Linked DNA regions of Mus musculus: region 2 is linked to region 1. A link is a contact called in public Hi-C data. All regions are on one chromosome and are shown on one strand. The core of a region is the stretch at or near the end of the contact, and the rest is flanking DNA. Distances in the headings are between cores, read along the strand shown.

Evidence for each region. Hi-C and Micro-C count contacts between places; a contact is called where the count stands out from the background.
Region 2: a Hi-C map of bone marrow-derived macrophages shows a contact between it and region 1, with 45 read pairs. The contact joins the promoter of Spocd1 here to the enhancer-like site in region 1. A contact is called at or near these places in 44 of 484 Hi-C or Micro-C datasets (the AML12 cell line, the Ba/F3 cell line, CD8 T cells and 31 more), 19 of 115 datasets of contacts at active chromatin or transcription factors (the 230-238 cell line, CD4 T cells, DN3 thymocytes and 14 more) and 4 of 9 other capture datasets (adipose tissue, embryonic stem cells, liver and 1 more).

What each region holds. Positions count from the first base shown.
Region 1 is chr4:129,759,412-129,764,034 of GRCm38.p6, forward strand. It overlaps the pseudogene Gm12967. Among named protein-coding and RNA genes, the nearest start is that of Khdrbs1, 19 kb to the left of the region's middle. Within about 2 kb of position 2,395, at least 68 of the 459 cell types and tissues checked have an H3K27ac peak or open chromatin away from gene starts, as enhancers often do. A contact at or near this core is called in the 230-238 cell line, CD8 T cells, DN3 thymocytes and 13 more, where this site is marked.
Region 2 is chr4:129,927,360-129,931,987 of GRCm38.p6, forward strand. Spocd1 (SPOC domain-containing protein 1) reads left to right here and starts at 1,408. Exons shown (of 15, transcript XM_017320505.1): 1 at 1,408-1,439; 2 at 1,890-2,844. The coding sequence starts at 1,438.

The DNA.
Region 1 (4,623 bases), core at 1,145-3,644:
GGGTCTGGGGTAGCAGAGATGGAATATAGATTTTAGAAAGGGGACAGTGTGCTACAGCCTCACCTGGGAATGGACTCAGGGCATGTGTGAGGCTGTGGGCTTCATTCTCAGTACTAAAGGGGGAACCCTGGAGAAATCACGAGAATAGAGCTTACAGGGAGGAGAGAAGCCAGCAAGGGTGAGGACTCATGAGTAGTTCAACATGTCTGGATCTGAGGGATCTCCCTTCTGTTTAAAAGGAAATCCGTTTAAGTGGATTTTATTTTATTTTTATAAGCCTCTTGAGCGCGCATGGGAAAGGCATTAGAGGTTTCTCAGCAACCGAATGATGGTTCAGGGCCTGCCTACCTCTCAGCTGCTTCTCCCTAATCGCCTCCAGTCAGTCTTAGTAATCATTTGTCCTCCTGGAATGTCGAGCCTGACACCACACTCAGTGTGTAAAAAAGCAAAACACACTGCCTGAACACCTCCATTCTCCCCTAATGCAATGAAGGCTTCGCAGGACAGGAAATGGAGATGTTAATGCTCTCTCGGTGTTGGAAACAGCCTTCCTGGAAACTGCCTGAGAGCCACTGGAGATCTGGAGCCACAGTGTCACACACACACACACACACACACACACACACACACACACACACAATGGCATTTATGTATGCACATAGGAGTCAGAGGACAACTTGCAAGCATTGGTTCTTCCCTCGTAGCATGTAGGTTCTAGGCACTGAACCCATTGTCAGGGTTTGGTAACCAGCACTTTTACCTAATGACCAATTTGCCAGCCTTCTAGAATTGTAAAGGGACTTTCAAAAAGAACTGGTTTATAAAATGATGGGACTGGTTAGTCGATTCTACCCCACTAAGCTGATTCCTTGCATTCACCCTGACCTCCAGAGTCACAGGCTATCAGATCAGCGCGGCTTGTGTGGCTCAGGTTAGTGGCTTACTACCTTTACAAGTGGACATTTCCCCCAAGACAAGCTCCTTAGAACACTTGTGATTCTGAGGTACCCATCCCTGGACCCCGCACAAGGTGTTGATCCTGTTCTACTATCTGACTGGACAACTAGATGATGCACAAGCCAAGGGAGGAAGAGGCTGAAGCCTCCCATAGATCACCAGCCTCTCAACGAGCCTGATTGATCATCATGGCGTTTCCTTTTCTTGAGGCCAGGACAGCCAGTCAGCCATGTACAAAGTCAGTTCACTTCCTGGTATACAGCAGATAAGGCAGGGCTTTGGTCTTGACACCTGTCCTGACCAGGTGCTTGCATATGGGCACACAGCTGTGGAGGAGGGACACTGTCAAACTCAGAAGACCCGGTCCAGATTTACCATGCCCTTTTCCAGTACCACAGGAAGCCACTGAAACTGAGTATGGTGGCTTTGACCATGCTGTGGGTACCAGCAGCCCCCAGCATCCTTTGAGTACCAGCCAGAGTGAATTTGAACCAGCAGAACTGTCATCTACACTACAGTCTACACTCACTCTAGGCAGGATTTCCCTGAGGTGCTCTGTGGAGTCACACAGGTTTTACAACAAGCTTAACTAGAGTCTGGTACTCATTTCTGAGACACTACATGGTTGGTTTTGAGCAGGATCTCACTGTGTAACTAACTATGTAGACCAGGCTAGCCTGGGACTCATAAAAGATCTGCCTATCTCTGCCTCTCTTGTGCTGGGTTTAAAGGTACATACCACCACAGCTGGCTGGCTTTTGTGGATTTTTTACAATGAATATTTGAATATTGTGATGTGGTAACTGTGAAAATCACTTTGTTTTTCTCTGTCTTATCCTTTATCTACTTTCTGACTTGAGGATAATACTTTAACATTTATGTGACCAATTTGATGATTTAAAACCCAAGACTGAGCTATAACCCCCTAAAATTATATAGATTTATTACATAGATTATTACATAGATTACAGCTAGATTTATTACATAGATTATAGCTCATACTGTAAAACTTGGTATGCTTTTTTTGAATCCTGTGATTTCTTTATACAACATTTTCAATATCCTATGAAATATACTTGTAATTCATAAAAGTTCAAGTCAACCTTAATGAGCTGATTAATTCTGAAACTATTGAATTACTATGCTAAAGCTCAAATCAAGCAATTAAAACTCTTTTCTTTGCTGGACATGGTAGCCCATGCTTTTATTTTTTATTTTTTTTGAAAGCAGAACATTTATTTTATGACTGATTGAAATCCTTAAGATGAACTGGATGCTGCAAGAGCTGCCCTCTTGGCTTTCGGTGTTGTCCCCTCACGGAGTCCATGTCTGAATCTGCGGTAGACAATCTTTAGGTGCCTCATCCGACCAGGCCCGGTAGTGTTTCGTCTCTTAGCCTTGCCACTCCAGTTATACTTCCTCTTGCGCTTGGCAGGGTAACCACATTTGCCACAAGTCGACTTCTGAAGGTGGTAGGCCTTGGAGCCGCAGGCACAGTGTGTGTGTCTTGTTGTGACGCTTACCAAAGGATAACATTCCCTTTGTCATCTTGCTTCTACCGGCGAGGCCAAAGAGATTGGAAGAGCTAGCCCATGCTTTTAATTCCAGCACTCAGGAGCCAAAGCTGGTGAATGTCTGAGTTCTTTCTAGTCTAGCCTGGTCTACAGTGAGAGTTCTAGGACAGCCACGGGCTACACAGAGAAACCTTGTCTTGAAAAACCAAACCAAACCAAAACAAAAAAACAAAAAACAAAAAAACAAAACAAAACAAAAAACCCCAAAAGATTCCTTCCTTAAAGTTTATCAAACCTTTGTTTAAGGGGGTTGGGGGGGAAAAAAAAGAAGAGAAAACCTAAAGAAAATATAAAAGCTAAGCATGGTGGCAAAGGCCTGTAATTCCAGGGGCAGAAACAAACAGAGGGATCTGAAGTTCAAGGTTGGCCGGGCAATGGTGGCGCATGCCTTTAATCCCAGCACTCGGGAGGCAGAGGCAGGTGGATTTCTGAGTTCGAGGCCAGCCTGGTCTACAGAGTGAGTTCCAGGACAGCCAGGGCTATACAGAGAAACCCTGTCTCTTAAAACCAAAAGAAAAGAAAGAAAGAGAGAGAGAGAGAGAGAGAGAGAGAGAGAAAGGAAGGAAGGAAGGAAGGAAGGAAGGAAGGAAGGAAGGAAGGAAGGAAGGAAGGAAGGAAGGAAGGAAGGAAGGAAGGAAGGAAGGAAATAAAAGAAAGATGGTTCAGTGGTAAAGAGCACTCACTGCTCTTTTGGAGGACTCAGGTTCTATTCCCAGCACCCATAGGACAGTTCCTAATCATCTGTAACTCCAAGGGGCTCTGGCTCCCCCTTCTGGTCTTTTCAGGCTCTGTATGCATATAATTCACTTATATCATTTCTTTGTAGAACATTTTCTTTCTTTTTAAAAAATTTTTTTTAAAAGATTTATTTATTTTATTTATATGAGTACACTGTAGCTGTCTTCAGACACACCAGAAGAGGGCATCAGATCCGATTACAGATGGCTGTGAGCCACCATGTGGTTGCTGGGAATTGAACTCAGGTCCTCTGGGAGAGCAGTCAGTGCTCTTAACCACTGAGCCATCTCTCCAGCCCTCTTTTTAAAATTTTTTATTGTTTGTTTGTTTTTGAGACATGGTTTCTTTTTTTTTTTTTTTTTTTTTTTTTTGGTTTTTCAAGACAGGGTTTCTCTGTGCAGCCCTGGCTGTCCTGGAACTCACTTTGTAGACCAGGCTGGCCTCGAACTCAGAAATCCACCTGCCTCTGCCTCCCAAGTGCTGGGATTAAAGGCGTGCACCACCACTGCTTGGCCGGCCTGCCTTTCTTTCTTTCTTTCTTTCTTTCTTTCTTTCTTTCTTTCTTTCTTTCTTTCTTTCTTTCTTTCTTTCTTTCTTTCCTTCCTTCCTTCCTTCCTTCCTTCCTTCCTTCCTTCCTTCCTTTAGATTTATTTATTTATTATATGTAATTACACTGTAGCTGTCTTCAGACACCCCAGAAAAGAGCATCAGATCTAATTAGGGATGGCTGTAAGCTACCATGTTGTTGCTGGGATTTGAACTCAGGACCTCTGGAAGAGCAGTCAGTACCATCTCTCCAGCCCTAGAACATTTTCAATATCCTATTAAATAATACAATTCATAAAACCTCAAGTCAATCTTAATGAACAGATTAATTCTGAAACTATTGAATTACTGTGCTAAAGCTCAAATCGAGCAATTAAGCCTCCATTCTTGGCTGGCCATGGTGGTCCATGCCTCTTATCCCAGCATTCAGGAGAGACAGACACTGGTAAGTGTCTGAGTTCTAGGCTAGCCTGGTCTACAGAGAGAGTTCCAGGACAGCCTTTCTTGGATGGTGGAGTTGGTGCATTACTTTAATCCTAGCACTTGGGAGGCAGTAACAGGCAAATCTCTGTGAGTTCGAGGCCAGCCTTGTCTACAGTGTGAGTTCTAGGATAGCCAGAACCACATAGCGAAACCCTGCCTCGGTGTCCCCGCAACCCAGAGGCACGGGGGTGGTGTGTCCTCTTCAACATGTCAGAATGCAAGGTTCCAGGGTGGATATCGTGATGATCTTTTTCACCTTTGTCCTTAATAATTCACCCGATTTTGGCTTTTTTTTGTCCTTGTAACATCTTGTTCAGTGGATTTG
Region 2 (4,628 bases), core at 158-2,657, 170 kb after region 1:
CTGGAAGTGAGAAGATTAAGGCTCCCATTGGTTACTTACTGATTTCTAGGCCAGTCTGAGATTCATGAGGCCAAATCAAATCAAAATTCATAAGAGAGAGAAAGCAATTGACATATTAATTAGATGAAAGATATTTTCAAATATTGCTTCCATTCTCCCATTCCAGTGTGCCTTCCTGCTCTCTTGGGAAGAGGTGAGGTGGAAGTGGCTTCCCAGAATCCCTTGCAACTGGTATTTTATTTGTTGTATCTATTTAATTCGGGGCAGGGTCTTATACACCCAGGCTGGCCTCTGAATTCAAAGGCAGAGGGTGGTGCTGGGCAGACTTCACATTTTACTTTGCTTCTCTCTCTCTCTCTCTCTCTCTCTCTCTCTCTCTCTCTCTCTCTCTCTCTCTCTCTCTGTCTCTCTCTCTTTCCCTTCCTTCTCCCTCCTCCTCCTATTTATTTATTTATTTATTTATTTATTTATTTATTTATTTATTTGTCGTTTTTTTTTTGAGACAGGGTTTCTCTTGTATAGCCCTGGCTGTTCTGGAACTCACTTTGTAGACGAGGCTGGCCTGGAACTCAGAAATCCGCTTGCCTCTGCCTCCCGAGTGCTGGGATTAAAGGTATGGGCCACCATGCCCAATACATTCAATTTTTAAAAATTAAAAAATATTCAAAAACTAAAAACTGGGTGGAGGGGGGAAAGAATAGTAAATAAAGTCACCACATGTGGGATCAATAACTAATTAATCATAAATTATAATATATATAATCAACAACTAATTATACTATTAACAATAAATATAAATAATTAATAGATTAATGGATTATTAAGTGCCATATCACTTGGTTTTTAAATTTTAAGAGCCAAGTGATATGTGCATGGGAGTGTCACCCATAGCTATGAAATCAGGCAAACAAAATCGACCACAAAGAAAAACCCCAAAGTTCCACAGAGTAGAGGGTTGAGAAATGAGAGGAAGTTTAAACTTTTCTATTTCTTGACGTTCTATTCGACTAGAAGGCACATGTGTGTCTAGATATATTGTATGCCAGACAATATTAAAATATCTAATTAGGAAAAATAATCAGATTTGAGTTTAACAATCCCCAGGGGTTTCAGACACCTCCTCCACTCTGTTTACAATCTTAGGCAGCTTTCGGCATCCGGGGGGTCTGCGATTCCTTTGCCCACGCACCCCGCACCCCGCCCGGTCGCGTGGAGGCAGAATGATTGGCACCTCCTCCCAGAAGCCCTCGGCAGGGAGCGAGCGCCTCCTGCTGGACAAGAACGCCAGCACCCCTAGGGAGCCGTTGCTGGGCACCACCAGGTCCTGCCTCCCACCCCTTGGATCCAGGACCATCTTCTCCGCATCACGTGCTTCTTCCCTCAACCCCCCCCCCCGGCCCCCCAGGAGTAGAAGGAGAAGGAGCTGTAGCAGCTCAGATGTAAGCGGTTGGAGCTTTAGGTCGGAGGTCCTAGTGCGTTCAGGGACTGGCTTGATTCAGAGTCCTGTTTATAGGAGTGGGGTATAGATAGGGCTGAGATTTCTGCTCCGTGTGGAGCTGGCTTTTGCATTTCTGGGAGAATCTCCTCTTTTCTGCTCTCTGTGTGCTTTTGGGCAGTCTCTGAACCAGCTAGGGTGAAGCGAGATACCTCATTTCACAGTGTCACTGATAAGTAGTGACTTTTACCCTTTTTCATTTAAGCAGAAAGCTTAAAGGGTAAAAAAGCTCTTGGGAAGCTCAGAGGAGTGGCCCTATCTGGATAGCTTCCCTTCTGCAGACTAGTGCGAGGAGTGGGGGTCGGGGGAGGGAGCATGTCTAGGAGGTGAGTTGGCAAGCCGGGGAGGACTACCCAGTCAGGCTTTCCCTGAGACCTCCCTCTTTTCCACATAGGCCTGTTGACAAGTTTTTAGCCAGGGCTGGTGGACAGAGGACATTGTCTAGGTTCCAGGACTCTCTGTGTGACTTCTTGGCTACTGGAAGCTCCAGAAGTCTTTGTGGTACATCACTGGACTTCCCAGATAGAGTACTGGTCTGTACAGAGGGGCCAGCAGGAATGGAAGAGGCCAGCAGCCCCAGCTTTAGACAAGCCACCACTGTCGAAGGAATGGTTTCCCCAGAGGATCCTACACTCAGCAAAGAGGGGCTCAGTGCAAAGGGCCCGCCCCCATCTCCAGTCCTGCCCCCTTTCCGAAGGAAATGCAGGAAGTGTGGAATCTGTCCCCAGGAGGAGGAAAAGTCAGGTTTTTCCCTGAGGTTTGGTCAAAGACCAGATGGGGACCCTCCCGAGTGTGCTTCTCCAGAGGCCTTTGCAGGTCCCCCAAGGCTTCTTTCTTCTAAGGACACTGAGCCTGGAGAGCCAGGTGGAAGTTGGGTGGAATGTGCTGTAGAAACCGAGGTTGAAAACATGCTCTTTTCTAAGGATGGGGTTGCGCCAGACAGCCTTGATCACCTTTTTGAATTCCCAGGGCTCTTTGGAGGCGAGCCCCTTAGTCTGGTCACCCAGGAGCCTCTTCAGAGTCCAGCACTGTACCCAGAGGTGCTGACTGAGGATTCTACAGATCAGCAGGAAGTACAGCCCGCGTTTGTGGTTGGCAGCCCTGGCACTCCACCTGACCCGGTGGGGCCAGAGGACAAGGCCCAGTCAGGGTCCAGGATGGAGCTGGAACAAGGACTTTCTGCCCCAGCCAATTCCTGTGCTAGCTCCCCAGAGCCCTTGGGTGGGCTCGATGGTGCACCCCTAGAGCAGAGAAGACCTACACATGTGAAGAAGCGGCCTTGGACAAGTCCAGATGACTCAAGCCAGGATCACGCAGAGGGAGCCAGTAAAAAGGATTTTCCCAGACTGGTAAGTTGAAGCTGATAGTTTAGGGTAGGATGGCTGGGTGTGGCACTTAACAGAAGTAAACTCCAGTGTCTCTTATTGAGCGTCTTCTCTCGGACTTGTTCTGTTTGGTTTGTTGGGGACTGAACCCAGGGCCTCACACACGCTAAACAGACACTCTATGACTAAACCGCATCCCCCAAGCCCCTTTTATTTTGATATGGGGTTCTCACTAAGTTGCCTAGGCTGGCTTTGAACTCACTGTAGCCTACAGTAGCTTTGAACTTTTGACTCTAGTGCTTCAGGTTCTCAGTCTCTGGGATTACAGGTGTGTGGCTTACTAAGCCCAGCTTCCCAGATTCTATACATTGAAATTCTAGAGTCAGGAAAGGAAAAAAATAAACGACATTACTGAGTTCCTGTGAGGGCCCATTATCTGTTAGAGGCAGCAAGTCCTGGGTTCAAATCCTGCTCTAGCCTACTTCCTGGAGGAATTGCCTCCCACTATTCTTTAATAACTTTTCTCTCATTCAATAAGATTAATAATATATATAATAAGCTGGGTAAGATGGCAAATGCCTTTGATTCCAGCATTCTGGAGGCAGAAGCAGGTCAAAGGTAGGTCTCTATGCATTTGCGGTCACCCTGGTCTACAAAGTGAGTTCCAGGCCAACCAGGACTACCTGGTGAGACCCTGTCTGAAATAAAAAGGATATACACACCCCTCTTTAATGGGATAATGAGATAGGACATAAAATAAAGTGTCTAGCTCAAGATGGGAGGTAAGTCACTCCACTTCCATTATGTTTGCTTTTTTTTTTTTTTTTTTTGGTTTTTCGAGACAGGGTTTCTCTGTATAGCCCTGGCTGTCCTGGAACTCACTTTGTAGACCAGGCTGGCCTCGAACTCAGAAATCCGCCTGCCTCTGCCACCTGAGTGATGTTTGCTTTTTTTATAGTGTTAGTAATAGTCCCTCAAGACAAGAATTAGCCCACTTTACCAGATGGGGAAACTGAGGCTCGGGGGAATTAACAGACCTCTCCAAGTTCACACAGGGATGGAGTCGGGGCTTCCATCCTTCCGTGTTCTCTCTTGTCACTGTTTCTCTCTGCATTCGTTGTCTGTTTAATTATGATATGAATTTTGTTAATAACCATATCTAATGTCTACAAGCCAGGGGTGGAAGATAGTACTTATTTTTCCCATATAACCGATTGCTTTTATATTTATTGAACGTGTATTATGTGCTAGATGCTTTTGATATAATTATATGAAGCAAAGAAAAGGAAGTGACAGTGGGAACCAAACCCAGGAAGTTTGTCTTGTGTGCTTGCGCATTCAATGTCATCGGCTAAGCTTGTTCAACATGCCAGGTGCTGAGTGTGTTATCTGAGATCTTTGTACAACTTCTGAGGTAAACACTGATGATATATACCCATTGCACTGATTTGGTCACAGAGGCTCCAAGAGATAAAATGACCAGTCAGGGTCAAAGAGCTCATTAGTAACACTGAGACAGGAGGCAATGAGCTGCCTATGTGTTTATCCTTGTTTGTAGGATAATTTTATCCCAACTCTGTGATATTATTCTTGCAAGCATCTATATTTTGGCTTTTGTCGAGATGGTAGGTCAAGGTCCAGGCTATTCTCAAACTTCCAATGTAGCCAAGTCTGGTCTGAATTTCTGACCCTCGACCCTTCAACTCCTGCATGGTGAGATTGCAAGCATGTGTCACTACACCTGACTCAAAACACTTGCTCTGCTTCGTTGTTGTTTATTATTCACTTTGCCTGTGTGTCTGTGTAGG